7 separate regions of the Mus musculus genome follow, and regions 1, 2, 4, 5, 6 and 7 are each linked to region 3. A link is a contact called in public HiChIP or PLAC-seq and promoter capture Hi-C data. All regions are on one chromosome and are shown on one strand. Each heading gives the region's core, a stretch centred on a gene start, on an enhancer-like site or on the middle of the called end of the contact. The rest is flanking DNA. Distances are from core to core; before and after follow the strand shown. Region 1 holds the start of Psmd2 (proteasome (prosome, macropain) 26S subunit, non-ATPase, 2). Region 2 holds the start of Vwa5b2 (von Willebrand factor A domain containing 5B2). Region 3 holds the start of Dgcr8 (DGCR8, microprocessor complex subunit). Region 4 holds the start of Abcf3 (ATP-binding cassette, sub-family F (GCN20), member 3). Region 5 holds the start of Fam131a (family with sequence similarity 131, member A). Region 6 holds the start of Polr2h (polymerase (RNA) II (DNA directed) polypeptide H). Region 7 holds the start of Dvl3 (dishevelled segment polarity protein 3).

Region 1 (3,239 bases), core at 77-2,576, 2.4 Mb after region 3:
ATATTGGGATTGAAAGTATGGGCCACGATGCCTGGCTCATTTCTTTCTTTCTGTCTGTCTTTCTTTCTTTTCTTTTTTTTTTTTTTTTGTTTTTTTTTGAGACAGGGTTTTTCTGTGTCCTGGAACTCACTCTGTAGACCAGGCTGGACTCAGAAATCTGCCTGCCTCTGCCTCCCAAGTGCTGGGATTATAGGTGTGCGCCACCACTGCCCAGCTCATTTCATTCTTTAAGTGTTCTTACAAGAGAAACTTTTTGTACTTCACATAGGCAGAAAACAGACTTAATTTAGGTAGCTTACCAAAACCACACTGCTGGTGCATGGCAGGATTTGTTTCTAATATCATGTTTTGAAAGTTTGAGTTTCCCACATTTTTCCAAGTTTTTATTTCAAAACAATGTATTCCTACAAAATAACTTGAAATATATCCCAACAGCTTTTCATATCCTCTTCATCTGGACTCATCAGCTTCTTGATAAACCTTTTAGGGCACAATTTCCAATTCATCTCCAACATACTAATTGGTATGTGACTGTTGATTATATATATATATATATATACATATACACACATATATACATATACACACATATGTATACATGAAATATACATACTAAATATTTATATACCATACATATGGTATGTGCCTGATATATGTATGCATGTATGTACGTATGTATGTATTCTTATCTGTGATAGAAGTCATAGAAACAGAAACCGGTAGACATTTCCTACAGAGGACTATACGGCTATAGAACAGGCAGAGCAGCAATGGGCTGTTCAATCTCTCTCCAAAGGCTGAAGAAGTCATTGGCAGTGGAAATGGATGGTTATGCCTAGAATCCAAGATCTACACGCATCAGCAGCTCATGTCTGTAATGAAGTTATTCTCTGCTAGAAAGTAAGTTCGAGGCTAACCTGGGATAATAAATAAGTAAATTTCATCTTCACTTTGGGGGAAATGGTTTGCGGTTACTATTCCACAGTAGTAGTGGCATAATTACACCGAAGTCACACAGACTCGGTCAAGACTTGAAGAGTTTTGAGCTCATAGAAATCTCCTACAGAGGACTAAAGCAAGCATGAACATGTATGGACGTCCTGTCTTCAGGATGACCTTCTCATCGTACCATGCATCCAGTTGTGGTGAAGCTACAGGATCGGAGAGCTAGGCATCTCTGCAGTCAGACCACCCTTGCACGCACAGAGACACCCTAACTCAACAGTAGCCGTTCGGGCTGGAAGCCGGAACAGTAATTCCCGTCCTGCTCCAGAGGGCGGGACTCGGGATCCGCAGGGCGCTTCCGGTCTGGAGGACAACGCGCGTGGCCTTCTGGGAAAAGGGGCGGTGCGAGCAGGTGCGCGCGCAGCAGGCCGGCAGTAGTGGCGGAGATGGAGGAGGGTGGACGAGACAAGACACCCGTGCAGTCCCAACAGCCCTCCGCGACAACCCCCAGCGGCGCGGACGAGAAGTCGAGTGGCAAGGAGCGAAGGGATGCCGGGGAAAAAGACAAAGAGCAGGAGCTGGTGAGGCGCAGCCTGGGGAGCCCGAGGAGGAGGCCTTGGGCTGAGTCACTGCTGGCTCGAAGGCCTCGGGCCCGACTCCGTACTGCCCACCGCACCGGGGAGACTCAGGATGGGGCGACCCTTTCTTTATACCCTGCCCGCCCCATTACGCACTGTCACTCCCTGAGGCCCTCACCATCACATCGCGGTTCTTTGGTTATTTCCTAGAATGGCTTCCAAGCAGAGTCTGCCTGGTTCCTAAGGTAGACAGCCTTTCCTATAGGGCTGCTTCCCTATCCCACGCCCTCTTCTTGTCCATAGACATTCACACTCTTCACCTGTCCCGGGGTAAGTGGGAGGAGAATGTGATTCGGGTCCCCACTTTTGATGAGCTTCTTCCCCTAACCCTCCAGTCTGAGGAGGACAAACAGCTTCAAGATGAACTGGAGATGCTCGTGGAGCGACTCGGGGTGAGTCAAGATGTTACTACAGGGGGAGTATAGTTGATGTTTCTCATTTGTTTACTCTATTTCATTTTGAGGCAACAATTAGATACCACATATTAGATATTACGATAATTTGAGGGAAGAGTTACAAAGGGTATTTAAATGGGGTCATGGGTCTCAGGTCATTTACAGGGGTTGAGGCATCATGAAATAGGAGCCAGTTATGTCTTTGACCAAAGCATTGGTTAAGTATGTATGGGTCGTGATGTGGAGAAATGTGACTCCTTTTGGTCTGAGCATTAACATCCCCTATTAGGAGAAAGATACATCTCTATATCGACCAGCTCTGGAGGAACTGAGAAGACAAATTCGTTCTTCTACAACTTCCATGACTTCAGTACCCAAGCCTCTCAAATTTCTGCGTCCACACTATGGCAAATTGAAGGAAATCTATGAGAACATGGCCCCTGGGGAGAATAAGGTAATTCAGAATATGGCTGGGACCTGTCCAGTTGAATAATTCCTTTTTTAATGCTAAGTCACTGAAAGCCTAGTGGACCCCATCTAGCTGGAAAGTTCATCACAGTGAGACTGATTCTCCAGTGGAAAGCCTGAGAATGCTTCTCAGCTCCTTAGAAGTTTCTGCTTCATTATATCTTAAGATTTTCTTAGCACGATGTGTTTCTGACTTAATTTAAAATTTTTATAGTGTGTGCATATATGTGTGTGCCTGAATGCATGTGCTTGTATGCATGTGCATATGCATAAGTGTCACGCCTATGCATGCCTAAAGACCCTCGGTCTTTATAGTTGGTTTTGGGATGTCTTTTTGATTTTGGTTTTTGGAGGTTTTTGGGATGTCTTAATAGGTGCTGGGATTTGAACTCTGATCTTCATGAGCGTGCAGGAAGTCCTCCTAAGTGTTGATCCTTTTCTCCAGCCCCTCTAGCTGACCTCAAACTCGGCTGTGTGGCCTAGACGGAACTTTATTTTATGACCTTCCTCCTCCTCCTGCCTCTATCTGGAGTGCTGGGGTTAGAGGCATAAGCCAGTATGCCTGGCTTTCTAAGGCTTATATTTAATGTCCCTTCTCTCTCTTCTGTCCCATGTACATTCATCCCTTTTATGTCTTTTTTTTTTAAGATTTATTTATTATTATATCTAAGTACACTGTAGCTGTCTCCAGATGCACCAGAAGAGGGCGTCAGATCTCATTACGGATGGTTGTGAGCCCCTTTTATGTCTTAAAAACCCTCAGTTGAGTCACATTTGTCCTGTTGGTGCAACT
Region 2 (3,571 bases), core at 853-3,352, 2.3 Mb after region 3:
GTTCTGGAGACAGTTCTCAGGTTATCCGGGCATGGTGGCAAATGCCTTTACTCACTGAGCCACGATCTCACAAGCCCACAGACTTACTGTTGACAAAAGCAGTTCAATCAAGGAAAAGTTAGGGTTTTATTTTATTTTATTTTATTTTATTTTATTTTATTTGTAAGGTAAGGTCTTAGGCAGAGGCAGGCAGATCTCTGTGAATTCGAGGACAGCCTGGTCTACAAAGTGAATTCCAGAGCATCCAAGGCTACACAGAGAAACCCTGACTTGGGGAAAAAAGCCAAATGAAACAAAACAAAACAAACAAAAACAACAAACAAAACAAAAAGATAACAGTCCAGATTGATTTCAAAATCATGATCCTTCTCTTTGCCTCCCCCAAATAGTATTTAAAACACTTTAAAATTAATTTAAAGCCAGGCAGTGGTGGTGCACGCCTTTAATCCCAGCACTTGGGAGGCAGAGGCAGGCAGATTTCTGAGTTTGAGGCCAGCCTGGTCTATAGAGTGAGATCCAGTTCAGCCAGGGCTACACAGAGAAACCCTGTCTCAAAAAAAAAAAACAAAAAACAAAAAACAAAAAACAAAAAACAAAAACAACATCTGTTTGGCATTGGAGAGATGGCAGATGGCTAAGAGATTAAAGTCACTTGTTCTTGCAAAGAACCAGGGTTCCCAGCACCTCCATTGTAACTTACAACCACCCAAATTCCAGTTCCAAGGCATCTGCTGTCCTCTTCTGGTGTCTTTCAGCAGGTGTGCATGTCATTTATGTGCATTCATGTAGGCAAAGCACACGTGTACCTGTGAGAGTCAATACTCTCTTTCCACCACGTGGATCCCAGGAATTAAACTCTGGTTATCAGGTTTGTCAGCAAAGTGCTTTTTACCCTTACCCACTGAGCCATCCCTAATTGTGTGTGTGTATGTGTGTGTGTGTGTGTGTGTGTGTGTTTGTATTTGTTTGTTTTGCTTTTTTCCAACTCTGTGTAGTTCTCCTGCACCACCACTGCATGGCTCCAAATAGTAATTTTAACAAATGGTGTGAGTTATTGGGTGTCTATATGTAAAACAAACAAAAACTCTCTTACCTCAATCTCACAGTTCTGACTGCTCCCACCTACAGCACTCCTTAACTTCTTTTTGCAGAATTGGAATAGGGCATCTTTAGGAGTGCTTGTAAGGGTGACCCCAAATATACTTACCTTCGCTCACTTCCCGGGGTTCCCAGACTCTTCCCTCAAGATCCTAGAGGAGATTTTACAGATCTTCCTAATGTTTTGCAGTGAGAAACACGCGAAAATCCTGCCAATTTCAAGGAGCCTGTTTTTCTGAGCAAGAATGCCCCCACCTTAGGTGCTAGGCTGACGAATGGGAGGCGGGGACCACTGCTGTGACAGGAGCAGCCCCGCACCCTTGGGAAAGCTAGAAGGCTTTACTCTGGAGGCCCTCGTGCAAGGAAGCCGTCCTGCGCATCCTCCCCACTCCCAGAAAAGGAAGGGTATAACAACACTGCAGTGAAGGAGCCCAGGGTGCTTCCGGGTGGGAACGCCGCTGCAGTGATGGGGAGACTGGATTGAGGGCAACCGCTTTGGTGAGCACACAAACGAAGGCACATGCCGCGAAAGGGGAGGTTTCTGCAATAACCTATTTGCTTCTTGTGGGGGGCGAGGCCTAAATGGTTTCCGATGCGGTGATGAGGGAGGGTCACTGCAGTGAGCGGGAGTCCACCCAGGGCGGGGTGGTGGTGGGTGGGCCACTGCAGTGTTGGGAAGAGGGGGGGATGTGTTTGCAGACTCGGCCGCCCTGTTTTGCTCACGAAACTCCTTACCTCCAGAAGGATGGAGAGGGGGCGCTCAGCTTCACTGTGCCGTTGGTGGGGGTCGTGCAGTGGCTGGGGTACTGGCTCTCTGCACTGCGGTCTCTTGCCTGGCTCTGCCGGCCTGAGCTGACGCGCGGAGGCGGTGCGGTGCCCGAAGGAACTGAGCCGCAGCCCCCTCCGCAGTGGCGGGCGGGGCAGAGGCGGGCTGGAGGGGCGGCCTCTTGGAACCCGGGCGGGACTACCAGCCAGCAGCCCGGCTGGCGCCCCTCTCCCGACTCACAGGATCTCAGTGGTAGTTCCGAGGTGGATCGCGCAGGTGCAGGAACAAGGGGCAGTCTGGACATCAGAGGAAGCATCACCCACTCTTGTCTGGTCGCGACGCCCCACAACTCCACCAAGAAGTGACGGTGAGGCTTGGGCTGCCCAAAGGGAGGGGGCGATCCCAAGACCCACCCTGTAGCATCCCCTGTGGCTACCTAGTCTCAGGCCAGCCTGGGCGGGGAGAGCCGCTCTAGATCAGATGACATGGACTCCCGCTGCCGCGACACCTCTGCACATCTGACTTCCCGAGACGCATTTTCCCGTCCCTTTCTAGTTCTTCCTACTGCAACCTTTCAAGACGGTCTACAGCCTCTCTCAGTACTCCAGTCACGAAAGGCAAGGAGAGATAAAGACTGCAGCCTTTTCAGCTCCCGACCTCACCCTGTCCCTGGGGACCCTTGTGAGCTAGGGGCGCCTAGGGCAATGCTGGCCCTTTAAACCTTTGCTTTCCACCCAGAGTATCTTCCATCTCTCCAGAAGCACCACTTCCGACAGCTGGCAACCGTGGAGAGCCAGGAGGCAGGGGGCAGGTACGGGGGCGGTGGTGAGGCCCCGAGAAGGTGCAGGAACAGCTGTGGGCACCACCCCCCAAGCCCCCGGCTCGCAACCCGCAGCGGGACTGGAGGACGCCTGGACTGGAGGGTTAACCATTAACCCTCCATTCCCCCATTGCGGAGAGCTGTTCCCTGCTCCTGCTACCCAGGTAACGGGCGAGGATGCCCATCTTTCCATCCTTGCACACACACACACCCCTCTTGTTATCTGCCCCGCCACCTGTCTGCTTGGACGCTGCGGCTTGGGGGTGGGGGTGGGGGTGGGGGGGTCTCCCGACTCAGCCTTGCTCCCTCTGCAAGCTTTCATCCCCAGGTCCCCAGGTACCCGATAGGGTCAGGTGGCATAGCTAGTTTTCATGACGCTGGAGCGAGGTGCCCCTCATCCAGCCCCTGTTCACGCAGGGTGGGCACCATGCCTGGCCTGTACTGCCCCACCAGCTGGACGCCGCTGCCGCTCACCGACTCCTGCGTCCGGGCCTATGCCAAGGGACCCTGCCTCAGCCTGCGTGCCCGGCTTACCTACCACAACCCACAGCCCCAGCCGGTGGAAGGTGAGACCTGGTGCGGGCGCGGGGAGGTAGCAAATGCCAGGTGGGGTTCGAGAGCAGGTCTGCCTGTTCCTGCTCGCAGGCGTGTTCGTGTACCCTCTGGCTGAGGCGGAGGTGGTATCTGGCTTCGAGGCCGAGGCGGCCGGACGGCGCGTCTCCTTCCAGTTGCATAGCCGGCGCCGATCACAGGCCGCCTGCTGTCGCGCTCTGGGCCCGGGACTAGGGACCTCTACACCCCGCCGCTGCGCACAGGGTAAGCTCCGAGCCCGAGCCCGAGCCCGCGCCCTCGAATGCCAGCTCAGGTTCTTGCACCCTCGTGCCTCC
Region 3 (3,257 bases), core at 665-3,164:
GGCAGAGCCATGGTGTGGCCACGCTAGAGATAGTATGCTGAGTGAAACTGACCTGGGCAACAAGTATTCAGTTTTTTACATTTTTATCTTGAGTAGCAGGATACTGCACAGAAGGGATCAAAACAGTGGTATCACTGATCCATGGGTAACAATGGCAGCTAAACCTCACACAGGTCCTGCTCTAAGGATTTTATGCAATTCACTCAGTACTCTGACAGAAAGGTTAAACAATTTGCTCAAGGTTACAAAGCTAGGAAGTGGTACAGCTGCTTTGCCACTCAAACAAGCAGGCCTAAGTCTGCACTACCTCAGTTTTATAACACCTTACAATTTAATGAATCACTCTGTGTCCAGAAAACCTAAGAGAGTAAGAGTAGGGATCAAATTAGAAGAGTTTAAAAGCTCACCAGATAGCTTGGACAGGGACTTTAGGTTACAGTTTCTGGGAAATGGTCTGGTGTTGTAAACAGGTGGCAAGGCTTCTTAGGAGATACATGCAGGCCTATGAGAGGCACCAAGGTGACTTTAGACAGGCATAAGGATTGTTCTGGCACGGACTGTGGTTATCTCTTGGAGTGAATCAACCTATTTGGTGTTAAAGTGGAATAGACAACTAGAAGCAGGAGATTGGAGATCAGAAGGGAGGACAGACAGTACTGGAGATGGGAGTCATGGAAGATGTCAAAGGAAACTGATGTGAAAAGTACATAGGATCACATGGGAGGGGAATGATGACAAGAGAAGGCCAAACTGGGCAAACCAGTCAAAATCATGTTTCTCACAAGGTAAAATTCAGACAGCCACTGTGAACTGCCTGCTCCACATGTTTGGCAACACAGCTCAAAGGGTAGCCCTCCTGCCTGTAAACCTCACTATTCTTCAGCTGACTGGACCTATGGATGCAGATTTTGATTTGCCAATTAGACTGTGAGCAAGTCAGACCCACTGCTGGCTCCCCTGGACCCTGGCACAGGGCTTACCCAAAACATGTGAACAACTCCTACTTGCTGAACGGATGGCCAGTGCTACAGCTGCAGCCTCCCGCTCAACCCAAAGGCAGTATGACCTCATCAATTCCTTTGTCACCCCGCAAATCCTATTCTAAACTGAAAGGCCACACTAGCTGGGCCAGCCTTTCACTATCTTCGGTTAGTGATGGATTACAGTGGGAACTGAGCCACTTCCAAGGCTGGGAGTCTAGTTTGAGCCAGCAGAGAGTGGGCACCCTAATAGTGATTGGCATACAAGAGTCAACAACCCAACACAGGACATCTCTGCATCTGGCAATAAGGTACATGCAAGCATGCAAGATGGCAAATCAAATTCCTACCATCAGCAACCCAAATCCACTGGATGATACTACTTGACATGTATCGCTGTCAACAGGTTGCCACTTGCCATTTATTTCTACAACGTTCATTGTTACTGTAAAACCACATTCTGATAAGCTACATGACACTTCATCCACGGGTAATTTGGTGGAGACTTGGGCGGTTTCTTGGCTTTTTCCAAACAAAACAGGCGGAGTTCGGGGCGTTGAGGTGTCCCTGCCCACACCTCTCCCGCCAGAAGGCGAGGCAATGGCTTCGGGCCCACCGCCCAGGGGGCTTCGTTACCAGGCAGACAGCACCCTACGTTCATGATGCCTGGGCTCCGGGCCCGGCCCCCACTGCACAAAGGCCGCGACTCCGCGTGGCCCAGCCCGCCTAGCGCGCCGCGCCCCGCCCCGAGCCCCGGCCTGTGGCCTCGCCCGGGAGGGGTGGGGGTGGAAGGAGGGAAGGAAAGGGCGCAGCCTCTCCAGGCCGCAGCGCCCGCCGCCCGCGGGGCGCCCATCGCGCCCCGCACCTACCTGTGGCGCCCGCGACCTGCCCGAGCCGCCCGCAGCCCGACCACAGCCGGTCGACCCTCACCGACCCCGGCGCCGCCACAACCCGCGAAGGCCCTTGCAAAGCGCTCGGCTCTTGAGACCCGCTGCCGCGCGGGCGAGCGGAAGGCGGGCCTTGGCGGAGGGCTACCAATCACGGCGCACGGCCTCCGCGCATTGGGGGAGCCGGGAGCGGGCTGAGGCGGCCGCCAATCGGCAGCGCGAGGCGCGCGCGGCCCAATTGCGAGGCGCTATGGAGACCGGGATGGGCGGGACCAGCCGCAAGCCTGGCACTTCTAACGGCTGTCGCTCCGGGTGGGGCTGAGTTGCGGCCGCGGGGCGCGCCGGGAGAGAGGCGCGTAGAGGCTGCCGGGAGCCGGGGAGCGCGGGAGTGCGAGGGACGCTGGGAGCTCATCTATGAGCTGGCCTCTGTTGAGCTCAATAGTCACTTTTGAGTTTGCGAATGACAATGGACCTCCGGCTCTGGGTCGTCCCAAGGACAATGTTGGAGGTACACCCATCCTAGAAAGTCAACGGATAAGATGCGCGATGCGGAGGATAGGAAAGGAGTTTTACTCGCAATATCATCACACCAGGAAGGACAAAGATCTGATGACTAAAAATGTTCGCTGTGCTTACAGCATCCTCCGTGTCAAAAAAGGAAGGAGAAGCAGAGCCGATTGGGGGTCCTTTTAGTTTGGGGTGGACCTTAGGTAGGCCTTGCAGACTTGTGTCAGTGCCAAAGACCATAAAGAAACTTAAGCAGTTCCAGACTCATCTGACACCCGTGGTAGCAGTATGAGACTTAGGAAAATTCTTTAGGACAGAAGTGACTCAGAAACAAAATGAAGTTAGCCAGGTCTGTTCCTGAGCCCTTCAAATCCCGAACCCACAAACCATTACTTCATTGCTATAAGCCCGGGACTAAGGTGGGGATAAGTTATATTTATACTATCCAGAACCTCAAATAGTTTAGCTTTCCTTTAGGTTCTGATTCAAGTCAATAAGTGTAATAAAAATTTTATAGAAAACTGTCTGCCGTTAGGCAAACACTTCAGTAATTGCTGCTGGACATGAAAAGTGGATGCTAAAAACACGACTAAAGGGTAACATGTTGAAGAACTCACGGTCTCAGCACACTTGTGTTAATGCTAAAAGCACTGAGTTATATCCCTAAGGTTGGGGAGATTGTATCTATTTTTTTTTTTAAGATATATTTTATTTATATTAGTACACCATTGCTCTCTTCAGACACAACTGAAGAGGGCATCAGATCCCATTACAGATAGTTGTGAGCCACCATGTGGTTGCTGGGAATTGAACTCAGAACCTCTGGAAGAGTAGTAGGTGCTCTTAACCACTGAGCCATCTCTCCAGCCCCAATTGTATCTAT
Region 4 (3,136 bases), core at 269-2,768, 2.3 Mb after region 3:
CAGAACAAGCACTTCTCAGAGTCCTTTCTCCAGCCCCTGGCCTGAATTTACTGTAAACTGGTTATTAGATCTAGAGGTTCAATTGCTGTTTTGTTTATGCGGAAGTTAGTACAGTCCAGAATGGCCTCGAACTCCCAAATTGCCTGCCCTAGTCTCCTAAATGTATTATACACATATGGGTGTACTCAGTAGCTTACTGAGACCAGAGAATTGAGTACTCAGTAGCTTACTGAGACCAGAGAATTGAAACAAGGTTTCAAATGGCCCCAGAATGGCCTGGAACTCATTTTGTAGCAGTGGGGTGACCTTGATTTTTTTTTTTTTTTCTCCTTAGGTTTTTCTCTTTAACCCTAGTTGTCCTGGAATTCTGTAGATCAGGGTGGCCTTGAACTCAGAGATCTGCCTTTTTCTGCCTCCTGAGTGCCGGGATTAAAGGCTGGTTCCATCTAAGTCCAGCAACCTTGAATTCTTGATCATTCTATCCCTGCCTCCTGAATGTTGGAGTTATTGGCATGCACCGCACCCAGTTTTATGAGGTACCGGGGATCAAACACAAAGCCTCAGGGTAGACAAGCATTTTACCAACTAATCTATAACCTCAGGCATGCTGATAGCTTTTTTAAACTTTAACACCAAGACTGGCAGCTCCCCATTGCAATAATGCTTAAGCTGGATGAATGGGCAGTCGAGTGTTGTCACATGCCTTTAATTCCAGCACTTTGGCGACAGGCAGGAGGTTCAGTTCTTAAGTTAGCTTAGGCTCTCTAGAGAGATTGTCTCGGAAATATAAACGGGTGTAATTTGAGCGCATTGGAATAAAGTTGTCTAATTTTGCAAATTGAGTGTGTGTGTGAGGTGTATCTTTTACAGACACTTGAGATCTGCTTTGTCTGTAGACCCAGGATAAACAATGAACTTATAAAAGGGCTTGTTCAGGTTTTCTGGCAGTGGGTGATGTGCCTTGGGGTGGCAGAACTTCATTCTCAATGACCCAGTTGAACACCTATGAAGTGTGAAGGAACTGAGGACAGAGCAAAGAGGCAAGCAGAAGTGTGCTCCTCACCCAGCTGATTCAACTAGCAGGACTAATTGAAACTGATCCACTCTGGACCGAGAGTTGGCGTGAGTCAGCAAAACGCCAAAGGTGGGCGAGCAGCAGCATGCGCCTGCGGGGAAGGTATCCAAGCTGTAAAGCGACCCCCTCCCACGTTAGCCCGTGTCTAGGCATTTCTCCCCTCGCAACACCTCCCGTGCTCCCCACTACGATAAGCCTCGGGCGATCCTGCCACGCCCCTCGATACAACCTCCACTTTCCAGAAGGCAGCGAAAACCCGCACAGGTGGTAGACGTAGACGGGAAACTGGAACCGCGCAGGCGCGGAAGCTGCCACGCCTGCTGGACTCCGCGGCGCTTGCGTCCCGTTCTACTAGACCCGCCCCCTGGACTCACGCAGACTCTGCTTTCTTACGTCAACCCTGCGCATGCTCCTTGGGATGAGGGGTGCGATTTCGGGGTGGGGAGGAAGGGCAGGGAGGCGGTCCTAGGCCCAAGTCTCACCACGACTGCGCAGATTGGATCCCGAGTGAACATGGCGACTTGCGCTGATATCCTGCGAAGCGAGTTCCCTGAAATTGACGGGCAGGTCTTCGACTACGTGACCGGTGAGCGAAACTGAATTAACTGCCTGGGGAGGCCGAAGTGGAGGTTGTGGGGAAAGACTGAGGGCGGACAGTGCAGCAGACCGCTATCTGGTCTCTCTGCGTGACCTCTTATCTTGAGGGCCAGTGGGGTCTGGTGCCCCGAGTGAGCTGTACAGACACTGAAACTGCTCCTATATCCGCCCTACCCGTTGTCTGTCTTGTTCTGCGGTACCCGGCTCAGGTGTCTTGCACAGTGGCAGCGCGGATTTCGAGTCTGTGGATGACCTGGTGGAAGCTGTCGGGGAACTATTGCAAGAAGTGTCCGGGGACAGCAAGGATGACGCTGGCATTAGGGCTGTCTGTCAGCGCATGTACAACACTCTACGCCTGTAGGTGCCAAGGGAATGAAGTTGATGGGCAAAGAGAGGAGAATGGAGAACAAACGAGGGGGAAGGTCTGAAGGCTGTAAATCTTTTCTCCCAAGTGAGTGCTTTCTCTCTACCTACATAGGGCTGAACCGCAGAACCAGGGAAACAGCCAGGTGCTACTGGACGCCCCCATCCAGTTGTCGAAGATAATGGAAAACTATGGTGAGAGTGAGGGGAGATTGAACTAGCTGCCTTCTGCCTCCACCCCCAGCCACCACCTCGCTGCAGCTCAGGTCTCTCCATCTCAACAACAAGGCTTGTAGGAGCTAGCGGTATTTTTGTGACCATAAAAGCTTGTGATGGAGAACGGGGCCTGGAGGGCTCTCCAAGCTATTGTCTGTAGTAGGAGGCATACAGACCTTGAAGCTGGTTTTGCCAGTTTCGTACCTTAACCAACAGCGTGGTCTTAAAAGAGTACATTGGGCTCTTCTTAAGTGTGAGATCGTTTTGCCCTTTACTTCAAGGCTAATAACTGTCCATTTCAGTGTTATAATGCTATCTTTAAAACTATCCTTGGTTCTTGTTAGTCATTCAAAGTCTTCATTTCCCTTCTCTCATGGAGAAGGTGACTGCTTTTCTTATCACTTACAGACTGTGACACCAAACTTCCAGGACTGCTAAAGAGGGAACAGTCCTCGGTGAGAAGTGGGAAGGGGCTGTGGTGGGTGTGAGAGTTGACCGTCTACTGAATAGTGGGTGTATCTTTGGGCGAGATTTCTGGTGTGTCTTTCCCTGCGTGTTTGCTTATGTAGCGTCATGGGTAAGTTTAAGGGTTTGTTTGCAGTAATCTCTGGAGTTCCTTTTTGAACCTGTACCCTAGTATGAACTGGTTGTGTTTGGAATTCACTCAGACAGTAAATGCGAAGAAACTAGAGAAGGCTGAAGCTCGACTGAAGGCAAAGCAGGAGAAGCGTTCAGAGAAGGAAACACTGAAGACCAGCAACCCTCTGTGAGTTTGGGAAGAAGGGCTCTAAGCAGGAAGCAGGGCAGATTCTGGTATTGAAGGACTTTCGGGAGCCCTAAAAGCTGTCTGTTTCTCTTTTAAAAAGAGTCTTGGAGGAGGCGTCA
Region 5 (3,304 bases), core at 235-2,734, 2.4 Mb after region 3:
AGAGGGAGGAGCCTGCGTCAGGAAGGCGGGTTGGGCCAGAGGAGCGTACGGCGAGGGGGCTAGCCGACTCTGACTTGTTCCTGTGGCCTGCCTGCTACTGGGATTTTCCGTGGTGTACTCACCTTCTGCCTTTTGCCTGTATTCCTGCTGCTGAGAGTGGCTGCGGGGGCACAGCCTGGGAGCCGCAGGCCAACCTGCGGCCCCCACCTTCCCGGGCTCCAGGCAACTAGCCTTTTGTATATACATACTTCATTGCCTACACCTACCTCTCTGATCTCAGTGTCTTAGGAGTGGCTCTTTGCTGTGAACCTGCCTCTCCTACCTGGGTGCTCTCATCCTCAGGAGTCAGTTTGCAAATGCTGGCCAAGTACCCCACCGAACGCTAGTTTTTGCCTAACACTTGCTCAGAGCGTCTCCCAGCTGGTTGATTAAAGGGTCGGAAGCCCCAGGTGGAGCATCTGTGAGCAAATTGATAACCTCTCACGCTCACAGATAATTTTATTCCTATTACCCCCCCCCCAAACAAAACAAAACAAACAAACAAAACAAATCACACTTATTCCGAGCAGAAAAAGTCCAGGTCTTCCTATAGCCGCTGAGCCCTGCTCAGGCCTTCTTTTCCATGAAAACATGTATGTGGTCGGGGGCGGTGGGGTGAGGAGAGAAGCACTTTAGCTCTAGGTCAGCCAGCCTACCTCCTGTGTCAAGGAATTAGTTCGGAATGGGTCCTGGGATCTCCAAGCAGGTGGTCAATCACACAAAGCATTAGTATGGTTGATGTTTGAGGTCTTTTACAAGTAAACTCTGGCTGAAATGTGGACTTCCCTTAAATTCTGGGATTTGTAGTCCCAGAAATAACCTCGTGGGTTATGAATTTAAGAAGTGGCAAGGCAGCCGGGCGTGGTGGCGCACGCCTTTAGTCCCAGCACTCTGGAGGCAGAGGCAGGTGGATTTCTGAGGCCAGCCTGGTCTACAAAGTGAGTTCCAGGACAGCCAGGGCTACACAGAGAAACCCTGTCTCGAAAAAAAAAAAAAAAGAAGAAGTGGCAGGGCGCTCTGACTCCTGGTCTGCACGGAGTTCAGGAAGTCATCCTCTCCTGTAGTCAGGGAAGAGTGTGACTGACCTCAGGACTGGCCTTGAGTACCAGGTAGGCGTCTGGCATAGCCAGTAACCTGTTTTCTTTCTGGTTGGTAGCATTTCTGGGGACCACCAACTGGCTGAGGCCCAGGGACAGAGACGTCTGCTCCAGCTAAAAGGTTAGTTGTGATGTACGTGGCCAGTTGGCACTGTGTAAGCTAAGATGAGCCTCAGCCCCACAAGCCAGAGAACTTGGCGAGGTCCCTGGCACTCCCACTTCCTCAAAGCTATGAGACAGGAGTGTTCTCCTTATGTGACTAGGCATAAGTTCCAAGTGGGGAGGGGACTGGCTCAGCATCCGGAGCCAAAACAAGAATAGAACTGGGAGCTGGGCCTGAAGCAGTTCAGGCTTTGGGCTCTCTGCATCAACACAGCCAGCATGCCTATGATTTCTGTGCTGGGCAAAATGTTTCTGTGGCAGCGCGAAGGGCCTGGAGGACGATGGACTTGTCAGACAAGTCGCAGAGGTGAGAGCAGAGATCATGGATGTGATCTGGGAAGCGATGGGAAACTGAGCAAAAAGGAACACCAGGTGTGGAGAGGAAACTCTCTCTGGTTTAGATATTGGGAAGCAGACTGAAAGGGAGAGACTCGGGTTGGGGCCATTAGGTAATGACTTACAAGGGTGAAACTTAGAAAAATCATGGGTTTGTTGGGAGTGATAGCCCAGTTGAGATTGGTGAGAGGAAAGAATCCTGGGGAGAAGGAGAGTGAGAGGGGGCCAGTGCTGGTGGGCAAATTTCATGCACTTTTCAAGGGTTGAGATGCGGGCGGAGAGGTCAGGGGTTACTCATATTTGGGTATGAGTAACGTAAGTTCTGATGGCAAAATAGTTGTAGAGGAAGGTGTCCTTAGGGATGCCACAGTCAGTTGTGGGATAGGGGGTTTCAGGAGAGTTATGTGCGTGAACTCAGATTGTCTGCGAGATGGGGGAGGGGTAATAAAAAATGACACGGCAGCACGGTGAAAATGGCAGTCTTGGTAGAAGTGGGAATGCAGATGAACACCGTTCCCTCCCGACTCCTCAGTGGCTTCGGACCCTGCCTGGGCTGTGGAGTGGATCGAACTCCCTCGAGGTCTCTCTCTGTCCTCCCTGGGATCTGCTCGAACTCTCCGAGGCTGGAGTCGGTCCCCCCGTCCTTCTTCCGTGGACAGCCAGGACTTGCCAGAGGTGCTGCGCCTTTTCTGTGCATGTTTGGCGGCGGGGGGTGGGGGTGGGGGTGGCGTTCACATTGAGGGTTCGTGTGACCCCTCCCCGTTCCTGCCTCACCATCCTGCTTCGGGCTCTTTTTTCCTGCTAGCGGAGGCGCTATCCGGCAGGCCGCCCCCGCGCCGGTCTGCTCTGCTCGGCGTGGTGCCAGCGGGCTGGCTTGCTAGCGCCTTCGGTGCTGACGTCAGCGCATCCCAGGCCGTATCCCGGGAGACCCTGTTGCATGGTGATGGGTTGCCAGGGAGATATACACCTTTTTCTTTGGGCCAGGGCCGCAGCTGCGCGGAGCGTCGCTGGGCATGGATGGCCCCGGCTGGGGGAAGAGAGGGGAGGGAGGGAGAGCCGGCCAGGAAACACCCGCCAGGTTCCCCTTCCCACAGGCCTGGCCAGAGGCTATCGGCGCCAATCTGGAGGCCCTGTCAGTCAGGTACTGAAGGAGAGGGACGGAGGATGGGCCTGAGGTCAAGGGGCAGGTGGAGGCCGCTTGTGCCAATTGGAACCAACCATAATGGAGGAGAATTAGGTAATGCTGGGAAGGGGGTGTGTGCTTCAGTTATATTCAGCATAGGAAAACATTTGCTGGGGCTTATCAAGGGACCGTTAAGTCAGGTACAGGATGGAGTTAGGAGTCCATATGGATTTAACTCTGACCCTGCCATCTCCTGCTTCCTCCGGAGTACAAGGCAGTCAGTACAGAACATGGGAGGGGCCGTGCGTGAGAATTGAGGGTGTGAAAAAAAATAAAAATATGGGTTGAAGCATTATTACTAAGAGACACTTGTGGCCTTGAGTTACAGGGAGCGTTGTGTAAGATTCTTTTTGAACCTTTTGATGGCCTTCTTGGTCTAAAAAGCTGGTTCCTTTCCCTTGAGGCAGGCAGGATGGTGAAAGAATTTGGTGGTATTGGCAGAAATGAGTGCTGGACTTCGAGAAAGGCCAGGAAAAGGCAGAAGCTT
Region 6 (3,194 bases), core at 128-2,627, 2.4 Mb after region 3:
TGGGGACTCTTGAACTGGGGTAGGGGGCTACTGACAAAAGCTAATTCGGGCTCTCTAAGCCAGACCGGACAGGGGCAGCCTCTGCTTCACACTTTCAGGCGGCTCAGACGCATCTGGGAGGATGCCCGAGAGCCGGCTCCCTCCTTGCCTCCCTTTCTCCTTCCTTTCCTCCGGGTTCCCCCGGGAAGGTGCACCTGGAATGGCTAGGCCTGGAAAGAGGGGCGGAGGTGGAGGTGGGAGGGGACGGGAAGGGGTGAGGCCCGAGGGAAGGGAGCTATTGGTGCGGGGGAGGCCGCTCCTGGGAGGCGGGTGTGTGTGTGTGTGTGGGGGGGGGGGGGAGCAGAGGTCGCTCCTCCCAGGCACCGCTTAAGGGGGAATTTGAGTAGCTGCTGACGCCCTGAGGAAACGGCCTACTGAGGCTCCACATTGTCTTTCGGGGTCCTGGGAAGGACAAGAAGAAGGTGTCGAGGGCACAAAGAGGATGGGCAGCGTTAGGTTGGAGCCACTGGAGAGGACAGTGTCCAGAAATCTGTGGAGAAAGAATAGTACCAGGATGAAGACTCATTCAAGAAACAAGAGGGTGCCCAGCACAGGGGCTGTAATGAGAGGAGGTAGCACCTAGAAAGAAGGTATTGCGAGCTGTCGCCTCCCAGTGAAAGGCGCACTTCAGTGTCCAGAAGAGGGTGGTATAGTGGGGTGACAGGCAGTACCAAGTTCAGTTGGCAGTGTTCTAGGGGATCAGTGTGAGGCTAGTGCCAAGCAGGGCCAAGGGAAGACGGGAGTGGCGAGGAGGTGAAGCCCCAGGGGAGGGCACAATGCGGGCTTTCCTTTCCCCGAGAGTGACATCATGGCAAATTCCCAAACCGGACGCACCCGGCTCCGGTGATGTCTAGCTGGTCCGAGCCAGCTCGCACCAGCTTTGGGGATCTTGGTGACAGTCTGAGGGGCTGGGCACCGGGTCCTGGAGGGCTGGTGCTCTGCGGGCGGGGTTCTGCTCCACCTGCCTGCAGCGCGGACTGTGCCCTCGGCCGGCACGCGGACTTCAGGGAAGGGCTAGGGCCGGGCTTCTCTGGGCCAAGGATCAAGGTTCCTGGCTGGGTTAGGCCCCCAAGCTTTCCACGCTTTGGGATCCACAGTCTGAAGAGGGCGCCGTCGAGCCGGGCGCAGCGCGGTACCCCGTCGGAGGTGGGACTTAATCTGTCCCCGCCTTGGACGGAGTCACCGAGTTTTGAGACTCGCCCACAAGGCCCGAGCACCTCGGAGGTGGCCCTTCCCGGCGGAAGTGAAGAAGCCCCGAGAAGGAGGCAGCGGAAGTGGCTGCGTGACTGCAGCCCGTGCGCACGCGCCCTCGGCCTCGTTGCCGCTTTTGGGGCGGTACTCTGCCCTGTCTTACTTTTCTCCACGTGAGGGGGTGCGCGAATCCCCAGTGGTGGCCGCGCGCTCACATCCTCTGCAGCTTTCGTGCCCTTCGCGATGGCGGGCATCCTGTTCGAGGATATTTTCGATGTGAAAGACATCGACCCAGAAGGCAAGAAATTTGACCGAGGTAAGCGGTGTCGGGGCGGTAGGAGGGAAGTGGCCAACATGCCCACCCACCCCAAGTGGCTGGCCCGCCCCACCCTCTCGGTACCTCCCTCAGGAAACAGTTTTTTTTTTTTTTTCGTGAATGAGAAACTTGAGACAGCTTTTTCTATTATATTTGCGGTGCCTGGTGCCCGGTGGGTGGCCCTTAGCTGGGTGCTGGCATACCCCTGGGAACCTTTCTAACTCCCTACACAGTTATTATGTGCTCTACCGTGCTCTGAACTTTATTCTTGGAAAAAGTAGATGGTGCCTTATCTCTTTTGTTACCCCAGGTCTTGCAGCGAGTTACCTACCTGCCTTCCTAACCAATAATTTTGTATTAGCCTAAGAACAAGTTAGCTCTTTCCGAAGCTCTCTGAATTTCATTCAGTTGACCGCTTGGTGTATTTATTTTCCCAACGATCCGGAAGTTGTTTCTTCTTGGTGTCGCTTAGCCTGGAGGCAAATGTCTTAAGACAGATGTCAGTTTTGAATACATCCCTCAGATTCCCTCAGCAGTGTCTCCTGCTAGAAAGAGGAAGTCTCAGGACCAGTGAGACTCTAGTCTAAATCATCCAGGCGTTTTTAGTTAGAGCCTGGAGACTGGCCACTGCTGGAGGAGCTTTGCCGCTTGCTTGGGACCCTGTCACTTGCTGAGGTTACTGCCTTCTTCCCTCTTGTGAATCTGATTCTGATTGCAGTTGTGGGAGGCTGGTGGGTGTGTGCATGTTAGATGATTTGATCTCTTGCATTTGACCCCAAGCTGGCATCGATAGACTTTGTAATCATGTCTGTCATGCACTCTTCCCCAGTATCCCGGCTGCACTGTGAGAGTGAATCTTTCAAGATGGACCTCATCTTAGATGTAAACATTCAGATTTACCCTGTGGACTTAGGTAAGTATTGAATACGGGCAATGGCAAGAGGATTTTGGTCTTAGGTGTCTACTTCTTTACCCTGATGTTGCTGCTCTATTCAGGTGACAAGTTCCGGTTGGTTATAGCTAGTACTTTGTATGAAGATGGTACCTTGGATGATGGTGAATACAACCCCACAGATGACAGGCCTTCCAGGTGAGGTAGCAGTAAACAAGTGACTAAGATAAGAATATAGTGCAGAGAAAGTATAATATGTAGATTATGGATATACATATGTATAACTATATGTTATAGAAAATTTGATTTCTTGGATACAATATGTATTATATACTATGCACATTACATGACAATGTATAACATAAGTTATATAATGTTATATATTAGATATAATATATAACATGTATGTTATAGTATATAATAACATATGTTAATACTATATATAAGTAACTATGATGAGAATGTAATGAAGTAATATAATATATAATTTATTTATATATTATATATAATGTTGTACATTACATATAATATATAGTACATATTATATATTACATATAATGTTATATAACATATGTTCTATATTATGTATATATTATAAAGAAAGAAAAACGTAAGTATATAGGAAAGTCTTTACTTCTAGAGATAAATGATTGCTGTCAGTGGAATCTGAATTACCTTAAAGGCATTGCTGCAATTAGAGTTCGGACAACTAGCTGGGCAGTGGTGGCACACGCCTTTAATTCCAGCATAAGCACT
Region 7 (3,326 bases), core at 800-3,299, 2.2 Mb after region 3:
ACTGCATTGTGTGCAAACAATTATTGGTTTAAAAAATAAATAAATAAAGCCAGGCAGTGGTGGCGCACACCTTTAATCCCAGCACTTGGGAAGCAGAGGCAGGCGGATTTCTGAGTTCCAGGCCAACCTGGTCTACAGAGTGAGTTCTAAGACAGCCAGGGCTACACAGAGAAACACTGTCTTGAAAAACCAAAAATAAAATACAAACAAACCAAGAGAAAAAAAAAAAAAAAGCAAAAGAAACAAGTAATATACCAAGCTTAGCAGTACTTTTACTGTCAGTGTTAAGTACTCTCGACTTAACAATCATGGCTTCAATATTTTAAGAAAGTAAAAGTGGGAAGTTAATGGGCAATGTCTAGAATGTGTAAATCAAGAAATAAGCCAGGCATCACATGCCTGTAACCCCAGCCACTCCAGGAGTGTACAGGCAGGAGAGTAGAAAATTCAGGGTCATCCTGGACTCTGTTTTTAATATTAGGGCGGGAGAAACAGCTCAACAGTTAAGAGGGCTTGCTGTTCCTACAGAGTTTAGTGTCTGGCATCTCAGCAGGTGGATCACAGCTTCCCGAAACTTTTTTTTTTAAGATATATATTGTCACTGTCTTCAGACATCACTGTCTTCAGACATACCAGAAGAGGGCATTAGATCCCATTACAGATGGTTGTTAGCCACCATGTGGTTGCTGGGAATTGAACTCAGGACCTCTGGAAGAGGTCTTAACCACTTAGTTCTCTCTCCAGCTCCTGTGACTCTAATTCCAAGAGACTGACACCCTCTCCTGGTCATCTCAGATACCTATAATCTGTGCAGGGGGTAAAAACAAACCTTGAAAAGTTTTAATGCATTTTATTTATGCACAGACATTATTTGGAGAAAAAGATTAAATGAAGGATATAAACTGAAAACATGTAACTGCTACTGAATGCTTTCTGCTTATAATAAAAAAATTGGTTATGATGTAATGAGAAAAAGTCTAGAGAGGTATATAGATGTCAGATTATTAAGGGCCTTGTGTGTCATGTTGAGGGTATATGAAAGTCATATTGGGTAATGTGAAGAGGTTTCTGGGCAGAAGAGGTGACTGAAATGCAGGCATGTAATCAGAGAGAGAACTCAGAAGCTTGAGGCAGGAGAATTGTCAGGAGTTTCAAAGCCACACCTGACATACATTGTTACAGCTGAGAAGCTGAACCACCAACTGACTATAGGTAGTTTTGACATCTACTGTCCCAATCATACAGGGTTTCTCTGTTTAGCCCTGGCTGTTCTGGAACTTGCTCTGTAGACTGGCTGGCCTCCAACTCAGAGATTTGCCTACCTATCCAGTGTTTGGACTAAAGTAATGTTCCACCACACCTGGCTGCTTGCATTCTTTCTTAACTCAAATTTTTTCTTTTCTCTTTCTTTTGTCCTTTTTTTCCTCTTCTTTTCCTTTCTTTCTTTCTTTCTTTTTCTTCTCTGTATTTCTCCCTCTCTCTAAGAGAGGAGTTCCCTCCATAGTCCTGCTGTCCTGAAGCTCTCTGTAGGCCAGGCTGGCTTAAACTCACTGAAAGACACCTGCCTCTCTCTCCTGAGTGCTGGAATTAAAGGTAAGCGCTACCACACCCACTCAGTCCATTTCTCAAACTACTTGTTCATAGAGACGCTGAGATTATAGGGATAAAAACTTGAACTTGCTCAGCCCTCAAGGAACTCAGTACGGTCCGGTGGCAGCAACTGTGCTGTCAGCAGAATCCAAAAATCCGAGTTGAAGCCACCCGGCATCCAGGGATCCAGTTAGGTCTTCAAATCCATTCTCTTCTGCAGTCGGTGACACTTCTCTTCCATCCCTCCCCTCCTGCCCGGGACCCTGCACACGGTTCCGCCAGTCCCACCGGGCTGAGACTTCCAGGTCCAGCTGCCTGAACCCGGAGCACAGGGGACCCAGCGCCGCCCTGTGGGTGGGCGGGCAGTCGGCCGCAAGCAGCCAGCGCGGCTCGGAGGCGGGGCGGGGCCGCACTGGGCTCGGCCCAGAGCCGGGAGGGCCCAGGCCACCGGAAGAGTCGCGATCGCCAGCGGAGCGCCGGGAGTGGGGAGCGGAAGCGGTGGCGGGCGGCGCTGGGACCCGGGAGCGGCCGGAGAACAAGGGAGCTGGCGGCCCGGCCGGCGGCTGAGTGGGGCTGAGCAGCGGGCCGCGCCGAGCGCCGAGCTCTGCCGGAGAGGCCCGGCCCCGCTGCCCAAGCAGGCCGCGCGCCGCGGGGCCGAGGCCGGAGCCATGGGCGAGACCAAGATCATCTACCACCTGGACGGCCAGGAGACGCCGTACCTGGTGAAGCTGCCCCTGCCCGCCGAGCGCGTCACCTTGGCGGACTTTAAGGGCGTTCTGCAGCGGCCCAGCTATAAGTTCTTCTTCAAGTCTATGGACGACGATTTTGGGTGAGGATGGCCCCCGCCCCGCCTCCCGGGAGCCCGGGTCGCTCCGCTGCTAGGGGCCAACACAGCCAGTTCCGACTCCCCTGACTGCACTGGTTTCTAGCCCCGCTTCCAGCAAGGGAGCGACTCGGTGACTTGGGACACACTTGACTTTGAGGGACTCCCAGTCACCTCTTGGAGGCCTTGCCCCCCTGGTCCAGCGAGACGTCCCTCCCTAAGCAATCGGTTCCTACCATTCAAGCCCCCTCACCTCCCCACGGTCCAGCGGCCCCCCCCAGAGACATACATCCTTTCCACTCCAGTCCAAAGCCAGAATTCTCAGTCCTTCCAGGTGCCACCATTTAAGCATAAAGTTGGAGTATATTGACACCCGGCCTGCCTTCCCGGTCTTCTGAGCTCTGCAACTCAGAGCCTTATTTGGAGTGTGCTGTATCTAGGGCTGTAGCTGGTGGGACTTTGAACTGGAGAAGGAGGCGTTGGGGGCTGTTCTACCAGGCTGGATGATGGACCTGATGTTTGTCAAGCAGATTCCCCTCTCCCCTGGGCCGATGGGGTGTTGCCTGACTCAGAGGAGTTCTCACTAGCCAGGTGCTGGGGCCTTTTCTTTCCTGATGGTAGTCCCAGCAGAGATGTTGCATAGGGCTTCAGAGCCTGGATGGGAAGACTAGGAAGGGCCTATTGATGTTCTCTCTTGTCTTCCCCTCCCTACCCTGCTGCAGGGCTTTTGATGGGCAGTTTGGAAGCTGGGACTGCCCCTTTAAGAGAGGTTGGAATGTTGGAGCCTGAGGGTTTTGTAGCAGCTGGCCTGAGAGGGGGGTGGAGGGGGAAGACACACACACACACACACACACACACACACACACACACCCCTCTCCAAGGGGCTGAGGCTTGCCTACATTAACTGGACGGT

Evidence for each region. Promoter capture Hi-C pulls out the DNA fragments that hold promoters and counts their contacts. HiChIP or PLAC-seq counts read pairs in DNA pulled down with a chosen protein or histone mark.
Region 1: an H3K27ac HiChIP or PLAC-seq map of extraembryonic endoderm stem cells shows a contact between it and region 3, with 27 times the contacts expected there. The contact joins the promoter of Psmd2 here to the promoter of Dgcr8 in region 3. A contact is called at or near these places in 6 of 39 promoter capture datasets (the C10 cell line, cranial neural crest, frontonasal cranial neural crest and 3 more) and 2 of 115 datasets of contacts at active chromatin or transcription factors (extraembryonic endoderm stem cells and large pre-B cells).
Region 2: a promoter capture Hi-C map of the C10 cell line shows a contact between it and region 3, with 3 times the contacts expected there. The contact joins the promoter of Vwa5b2 here to the promoter of Dgcr8 in region 3. A contact is called at or near these places in 5 of 39 promoter capture datasets (the C10 cell line, cranial neural crest, frontonasal cranial neural crest and 2 more).
Region 4: a promoter capture Hi-C map of hippocampal neurons shows a contact between it and region 3, with 3 times the contacts expected there. The contact joins the promoter of Abcf3 here to the promoter of Dgcr8 in region 3. A contact is called at or near these places in 6 of 39 promoter capture datasets (the 3T3-L1 cell line, cranial neural crest, hippocampal neurons and 3 more), 2 of 115 datasets of contacts at active chromatin or transcription factors (astrocytes and embryonic stem cells) and 1 of 9 other capture datasets (adipose tissue).
Region 5: a contact with region 3 is called in a promoter capture Hi-C map of hippocampal neurons, with 2.5 times the contacts expected there. The contact joins the promoter of Fam131a here to the promoter of Dgcr8 in region 3. A contact is called at or near these places in 9 of 39 promoter capture datasets (the 3T3-L1 cell line, the C10 cell line, cranial neural crest and 6 more), 7 of 484 Hi-C or Micro-C datasets (LSK cells, embryonic stem cells, gonadal supporting cells and 1 more) and 1 of 115 datasets of contacts at active chromatin or transcription factors (embryonic stem cells).
Region 6: a contact with region 3 is called in a promoter capture Hi-C map of pre-B cells, with 5 times the contacts expected there. The contact joins the promoter of Polr2h here to the promoter of Dgcr8 in region 3. A contact is called at or near these places in 6 of 39 promoter capture datasets (the C10 cell line, cranial neural crest, hippocampal neurons and 2 more) and 2 of 9 other capture datasets (adipose tissue and liver).
Region 7: a promoter capture Hi-C map of liver shows a contact between it and region 3, with 4 times the contacts expected there. The contact joins the promoter of Dvl3 here to the promoter of Dgcr8 in region 3. A contact is called at or near these places in 4 of 39 promoter capture datasets (the 3T3-L1 cell line, the C10 cell line, cranial neural crest and 1 more).

Annotation. Positions count from the first base shown.
Region 1 is chr16:20,650,326-20,653,564 of GRCm38.p6, forward strand. Psmd2 (proteasome (prosome, macropain) 26S subunit, non-ATPase, 2) reads left to right here and starts at 1,327. Exons shown (of 21, transcript NM_134101.2): 1 at 1,327-1,526; 2 at 1,919-1,975; 3 at 2,268-2,432. The coding sequence starts at 1,392.
Region 2 is chr16:20,588,051-20,591,621 of GRCm38.p6, forward strand. It overlaps Vwa5b2 (von Willebrand factor A domain containing 5B2), which reads left to right and starts at 2,103. Exons shown (of 20, transcript NM_001384105.1): 1 at 2,103-2,848; 2 at 3,102-3,250; 3 at 3,330-3,500. The coding sequence starts at 3,112. It overlaps Gm35685 (predicted gene, 35685), which reads right to left and starts at 2,552. Exons shown (of 3, transcript NR_168482.1): 1 at 1,834-2,552; 2 at 1,208-1,250; 3 at 1-86.
Region 3 is chr16:18,287,254-18,290,510 of GRCm38.p6, forward strand. It overlaps Dgcr8 (DGCR8, microprocessor complex subunit), which reads right to left and starts at 1,915. Exons shown (of 14, transcript NM_033324.2): 1 at 1,850-1,915.
Region 4 is chr16:20,547,085-20,550,220 of GRCm38.p6, forward strand. Abcf3 (ATP-binding cassette, sub-family F (GCN20), member 3) reads left to right here and starts at 1,519. Exons shown (of 21, transcript NM_013852.2): 1 at 1,519-1,661; 2 at 1,882-2,029; 3 at 2,151-2,230; 4 at 2,660-2,706; 5 at 2,920-3,017; 6 at 3,118-3,136. The coding sequence starts at 1,589. It also overlaps the pseudogene Gm15760.
Region 5 is chr16:20,693,573-20,696,876 of GRCm38.p6, forward strand. It overlaps Fam131a (family with sequence similarity 131, member A), which reads left to right and starts at 1,485. Exons shown (of 6, transcript NM_133778.2): 1 at 1,485-1,605; 2 at 2,167-2,309. The coding sequence starts at 1,518.
Region 6 is chr16:20,716,449-20,719,642 of GRCm38.p6, forward strand. Polr2h (polymerase (RNA) II (DNA directed) polypeptide H) reads left to right here and starts at 1,378. Exons shown (of 5, transcript NM_145632.2): 1 at 1,378-1,546; 2 at 2,376-2,459; 3 at 2,543-2,636. The coding sequence starts at 1,474. Clcn2 (chloride channel, voltage-sensitive 2) reads right to left here and starts at 188. Exons shown (of 24, transcript NM_009900.2): 1 at 1-188.
Region 7 is chr16:20,514,937-20,518,262 of GRCm38.p6, forward strand. Dvl3 (dishevelled segment polarity protein 3) reads left to right here and starts at 2,050. Exons shown (of 15, transcript NM_007889.3): 1 at 2,050-2,419. The coding sequence starts at 2,259. Gm16618 (predicted gene, 16618) reads right to left here and starts at 2,844. Exons shown (of 3, transcript NR_167658.1): 1 at 2,703-2,844.